Linked DNA regions of Rattus norvegicus: region 2 is linked to region 1. A link is a contact called in public Hi-C data. All regions are on one chromosome and are shown on one strand. The core of a region is the stretch at or near the end of the contact, and the rest is flanking DNA. Distances in the headings are between cores, read along the strand shown. Region 1 overlaps Atosa (atos homolog A). Region 2 overlaps Atosa (atos homolog A).

Region 1 (3,045 bases), core at 359-2,858:
ACACCATACAATAGGACAAAGGCAAAAGCTGCTTGGTGTCAGCGATCTCCAGGTTATAGAATTAACAAGTCACCCACAGATAGATATTCGGAGGAACCTCTGATCACCAACCCCACGCTCAGTTTGTTTCTGTTGCTGTTTGAGAAGGGAGGGCCTAAACTGGTGAACTTTCCATTTGTAAGCACAAGAAGACAGGAGCAGGATAGAAGAGTAAGAAAAAGACTTAGAGGATTTAGAGTTGAGATTTGGGGGTGGCCTGTCACTTACTGGCTTTTGTGACTTGGGTCAAGTCCCAAACCTGTTTTCTCAACAAGAAAATGTGCTTGGCTCAGTCCTGGTTCTGAACTCAGGTGAAAGGGTGTGACAAAGGGCTCTGTAACACCGTGGAATGCTATAAACACTCCTGGTTTACCCTGAGGGTAGGATTGTTCCAAAGCAGAAGCTGACAGGCCAGTGTTCCCCAGCAGTCAGGTGCTTCACAGTTGGGGTCACTCTCCTAAGAGCAATTCACACATTTTAGAAAATGAATTACTCCCCATTCCCTGACTCAAGTTTTACCAAGTATAGAGTCATTTGGGTTGATAAATGCATATTTAGTTAAATTTTTTCTTTATTTTTAAAGTTTGAGACAGTGTCTTATTTAGCCCCCACCCTACCTTCCCACCCCCAGGCTGGCCTTGAGTTATCTTCACAGCCTTTACAGAGAGGCCTTGACCTTTGCTTCAGCCTCTGAAGTAGCTAGGGGTAATGGGCCTGCACTACAGGCTCAGCTTGGTTAGATGGTTCTCCAGGAGTATTAAACTGTGGCCCCATTTAGTCAGGTCAGTTGGATCCCCTCTTAGCTGTGTAATATGATATAACAGGAGTTAAGGACCTGAAATTTTTATGATCAAACCTGGATTGAAATTCTAGTGTCAAGGGATGGAGAGATGACTCAGTGGTCAAGAGCAGTTGCTACTCTTGCAGATGACCTGGGTTCAATTCTCAGCACCCACATGGTGGTGACTCAACTGTCTGTAACTCCCAGGCACTCACATGGGGTGTGTGTGTGTGTGTGTGTGTGTGTGTGTGTGTGTGTGTGTGTATACACACACATACATATATACATATATATGTACATACGTATGTATATTATATATGTATGTATATATATGTAATATATACATCGTATACACACACACACACACACACACACACATATATGTGTATTCACATATTCTAAAGTCAGTATTTGCCAGAACAAAATGACCTTATCTGAGTAATGGTTCTTGCTCTAACACTGTCAACCTGAAGACTTTTGGAAAGTGAGCTGAGAATGTGGCAATGGCAGGAACTGTATGCCTTACACAGGCAGGGGTGTGGGTTAGCCCACTTGGCTCGTGAGTTTCAAGACCCAGCTCATGTATGGTACAGGAAAGGATTTAAGGTTAGCTCTTGGTTTTTTTCCTTTTCCTCAGCTGATCTAACGAATTGAGTATATCAGGACTCTATTATAAAAACGACTTTTAACAGGAACAAGAGGCCAACAGACCTGGTGTCACATTGGTGTTAAGTGCACCATGCAAACTAGAAGTCGAAACCAGCATGAACTGGGGCAGACACCACAGGAAAGAGGAAGTAGTTAACTTGGGCTCATCCAGCTGTTTCTGGGTGGTGACGATCAGTTCAGAGTAACACTAGTTTAGAGAGAATGCAGAGAGATTGGCAGAGTGGAGGGCACTAGGAACTTGATAGAAAATACAGAATGATGAGTTATTGCCAGAACTGTGTTTTAATAATTGACAGCCTTACCTAGAATTCCACAGGACGTGGACCAGGCTCCTCTTATTCTCCAAGTCCAGAATTCAGACTTGTTTCATGGTGTTTTTGAATAATAGACAATGTCATTTAAATACTCTGTTGGGAGAGAAAGGCACAGAACGTTAATGGGAATTTCTATGTATCATTTTGTAATTTGTTAAGCTTTGTAATGTAAAATAAGATTCTCTGGTTCAGTTTTTTGGGTTTTTGTTGCTGTTGTTTTGTTTTTGTTTTGTCTTCTAAATGGGGATATTTATTCCTATAAGGTTATTTGTAGAATGAATGAAATTATATGATAAAAAAACTATATATGCATCAAAATCTAAGTGCTGTTTATTCTTTTTGTTTGCTTATTTTTCTAAAGCAAGGTCTTAGCAAGTATCCCAGTTGCCTTGAACTTTGAACCCAAAGCTATCATACTGCTTTTGTCTCCAGAGTGTTGGCATTACAGGTTTCACCACCACAGCTGGCACAAGCTATCAGTGGCTAAGCATTTATGCTTCTGTGTCACCCGTGCTTTTCCCAAACATACAAACAATGAAGTCAAGGCAGTGGTTATCTAGTGAGGAAAAGGCCAGAAGCATGGGTGCCAGCTCAGCAAGCCGTCTGATCCAGCTGTCACCTGAGAAGGGCGCCCACTTGCTGGAGTATAACTATGGAATGAATTTAGATTTTTGTGGTATTGGTTTAATGTTAACATACATATCTATTTCATCTGAAAATCCCAAATGAGTAGGAATCCCTTCAGTGTTTTGAGGTCTGCTAAGAAAGTTGTGGTTACACAGATAACGTGTGTGTGTTTAAGCATATCTACAACTCTGTCTTGTAGTTGTTTATCTTGTAGCAGCTTGCAGTCATCTGTATAGAGCTGATAGCTGGGTGAGGGTCTGAGCTGTGTCTCTGTCAAAGTGCGTTGACATGATTGATTGCAGCAGGGGAAATGGATTTAAAGGCACGGATGATCTTTAAGAAGCCACAGCAGCTATGTTGAGCTTTGAAAGACATGGATGGTGTGTATAGATGGACTTTTAAAATAACAGTTATGGGCTGAGATAACTCAAAGACCATTGTGAGCAGAGAGTCACGGTGGAGAGGTGCTTGTGGTTTGAATGAAAATGGTACCCTCAGGGAGTGACAGTATTTGAAAGGATTAAGAGGTGTGGCCTCGGAGGTAGTGTGTCACTGGGGTTATGCTTTGAGGTTTCTACCTCTCAGGCCAGGCCTAGTGACTCTTCTTGCCACCTA
Region 2 (3,045 bases), core at 381-2,880, 40 kb after region 1:
TTCTTAAACAATACCTTATTTCTTACACACACACACACACACACACACACACACACACACACACAAAACCCTTCAAAAAACAAACAAACAAACAAAAAAGGAACAAGAGAACATCTAAATTCTTTAAGACTAGGTCTTGTTGATAGTTGTTCCAGAGAACTTTCTAGAACTCACACCATAAAAAATAAGTCAGAGTTGATAATTATAATAAATGTAAGCTTGGACAAATGACTTTAAAATTTCTTCTTCTCACCCACAAAGGAGAGAAGTAGTTTCCAGTGGTATTTATTTTAAATTTAATTGTTATGCTGTGCCACTTATGTGTATGGCAATATTCTAAAAAAATATTTTTACAAATAACCCTTGCAACTTCAGTCTGCAAGATGTTACAATCTTAGCTTAATTAAGTGGGAAGGTGGTTAGGAAGCTGACTCTGAAGGTTAAATACTTGGTCACAAATGTGTGGACCAGAGTTCAGAGCACCAACACCCTGGCAGGAAAGCTGGTGACCTGCCGGATGCTGGGTACTGACAGCCACCTGCAGAGCCAGTTCAAGAGGTGGAGACAGCAGATCCCTCGGGCGAGTTACATCCCCTCAATGGCAGAGCCTACTCAGAAAAAGTAGAGAGAAGCTGAGGAAGAAACCCAGCTCCACCTCCGTCCCCACACGCACCTTCACACACGTGAGCACTCATACACATGCAAAGATATAGAGATTAATGAGGGGAAAGCCAGAATAGAGGAGTTATGTATGGGGCTAGGGAGGTGACTCTGTAGTTTAGAGAGGACCAGAGTTTAGTTCCCAGAACCCGTGCTGGGTCAGTCACAACTGCTTGTAACCTCAGCTCCGGTGGAGCCAGCCTCCATTTCTGGCTTCTGCAGGCACCCGCACTTACCCTCACATGCCCACACAGATGTAACTTTAAAAATTAAATCTCTACGCTGTCCAGTGGTCCACGTGTCTTTAATTCCAGCACTTAGGGGCAGAGGTAGGTGGACCTCTATGAATTGAGGACAGCGTGGTTTACAGCGTGAATTCCAGGACAGCCTAGACTGCACAGAGAAACTGTGACTCAAACCAAAAGCAAAACAAATCCTAAAAGAAAAATAAAGCAAGAGTAAATCAATCCATGATGTTTATTATGGCTGTTTCTCATAATCATGTCTTGATAAAATTTTTAAGGTTTATATAATTTTTTTTCAAAAATACTAGTATTATGTGTGTACGTGCAGTGTGCATGAGAGAGAGGTTGTGTGTGTTTATGTGTGTGTGTGTGGGTGTGTGTGTGTGTGTGTGTGTGTGTGTACATGGTATATAGACAGAGGCTAGAGAACAAGTGTGGGTGGTTGTTTCTCTTTGTTCACATTTTGGTGGGCTCCAAGGATGCGGGATTAAGACGCTCACTGTGAGGAAGCAGAGGGTTCTGCATGCTACCGAGCTGTCAAGACAGTACTGGGTCAGTCCACCTGCAGTGTTGATTGGTTTCTTCAGCCTTTCTTTTTGCCTGGTCAGTGCTCCAAATTTTGGAGAGGGTTGTCTGTCCATGGAAAATGGTGTCATGGACCCATGTGGATGTGGAAGGCATGACTCTGGGTTGCATGCCAGTGTCTGGCAACAGCCATCACTGCGTCAGTGACTTATGCAAGCTCTGGGAAGAGAAGGAAGCCAGTAAAAGGGCAATGTGGAGAGCAGGTCGGAAAGAGGCCTTTTACAGATGAGACAGGGTGTCTTCACAAACCTGTGGGTAGATGAAAAGGAGAGGGGAAAGCACACCTGACGCATCAGAGAGAGAATGGAAGGACACGAGCTCTCTAGATAGGACTTTGTCTGGGATGGAGAGATCATGAGGGGAGCTGCGAATGCTGAGTTGACCTGGCACTCAGGCAGCATCCATATCAGAGCCCATGCCATCATCCAGCTAGAGCAGCTGGCTCTGTGACAGCTCTGGCCAAGTGTCAGGCTTGAGGGTCTATAAGTGGATCATCAGGAAGCCGACAGCTGAAGAAAAGAGATAACCAAACCTTTGTACCTGAGGATTCAGTCGAGCGGGTCTTCAGTAAAACAGATCTCCACTAAGGTGGGAGATGAACAGGGTCCCTCAGCCTCTACCACTGTGCTTGTAGTCTGACCACGAGCTAGGGCTGGTCTGCTGCTCTGGAGAGCCATGCTCTTGAGGTTCTGGACTGGAGCCCACTCCAACTAGAAAAGTAAGCAGCTTAGGCATAGCAAAAGCTCTAGACACTTGGGGAGATCCAGGGATGAAGCAGGCCACCTCAGCACTAGATATGCAAGGACTGGCTGCTGACAGTTCAGGGACAGTGTCTGAGGGCTTATTTGGAGGTTGAATTAGACTTTTTCAGGATTCTTTCAGCTCCAAGAGTCTGTGCATCTCTGCTCTTCAGAAGCAGCGGAGCTGGCTCATGGCCAGCAGACCCAGCATTTGGGAGGTAGAAGAGGGAAGACCAGAAAGTTAAGTATAGCCTTGACTATATACAATGAGTTTGAGGCCAGCCCAGACTAAATGAGGACTTGTCTTTTAAAAAAAAATAATTCTTGGGGCTGGGGATTTAGCTCAGTGGTAGAGCGCTTACCTAGGAAGCGCAAGGCCCTGGGTTCGGTCCCCAGCTCCGAAAAAAAAGAACCAAAAAAAAAAAATAATTCTTAAATCAACAGCAAAAACCTAACAAACAAACAAACAAACAAACAAAAGAAAGGAGAGGTAGAAGAGCTCAGGGGAAATCTTAGGGGAGATCACAAAGTGAGCAGTCTCTCTGACTGCACCAGAACCTGCCGTGCACACACATTGCTGCCTTTGCACCCTGAAAAAACCCCACACAGTTGGGCAGCACACAGCTCTGTGTCGACAAACGGAGGAGGAGTGTCCTTCCCAAGGCTGGCTGGACTTCTACACATGCTGTTTGACTTATTTCTATAGCCTGCCAAGATAGTAGAAAGATTCCAGGCCACTCAAACCACAGAGTAAAGTGGAAAAGAGGCCAGGGAAAAACCTGGGAGATTGCTAAAAAGATCATTTATTTAAGATA

What was found. A called contact is a pair of places that touch in the nucleus more often than the background predicts.
Region 2: a Hi-C map of liver shows a contact between it and region 1, with 2.6 times the contacts expected there. The contact joins two enhancer-like sites. A contact is called at or near these places in 4 of 12 Hi-C or Micro-C datasets (frontal cortex, liver and prefrontal cortex) and 1 of 1 datasets of contacts at active chromatin or transcription factors (oligodendrocytes).

The regions. Positions count from the first base shown.
Region 1 is chr8:84,585,008-84,588,052 of GRCr8, forward strand. All of the region lies in intron 2 of Atosa (atos homolog A), which reads left to right. Among named protein-coding and RNA genes, the nearest start is that of Atosa, 11 kb to the left of the region's middle. Within about 2 kb of position 1,609, at least 3 of the 93 cell types and tissues checked have an H3K27ac peak or open chromatin away from gene starts, as enhancers often do. A contact at or near this core is called in liver, where this site is marked.
Region 2 is chr8:84,624,786-84,627,830 of GRCr8, forward strand. All of the region lies in intron 2 of Atosa (atos homolog A), which reads left to right. Among named protein-coding and RNA genes, the nearest start is that of Arpp19, 34 kb to the right of the region's middle. Within about 2 kb of position 1,631, at least 6 of the 93 cell types and tissues checked have an H3K27ac peak or open chromatin away from gene starts, as enhancers often do. A contact at or near this core is called in liver, where this site is marked.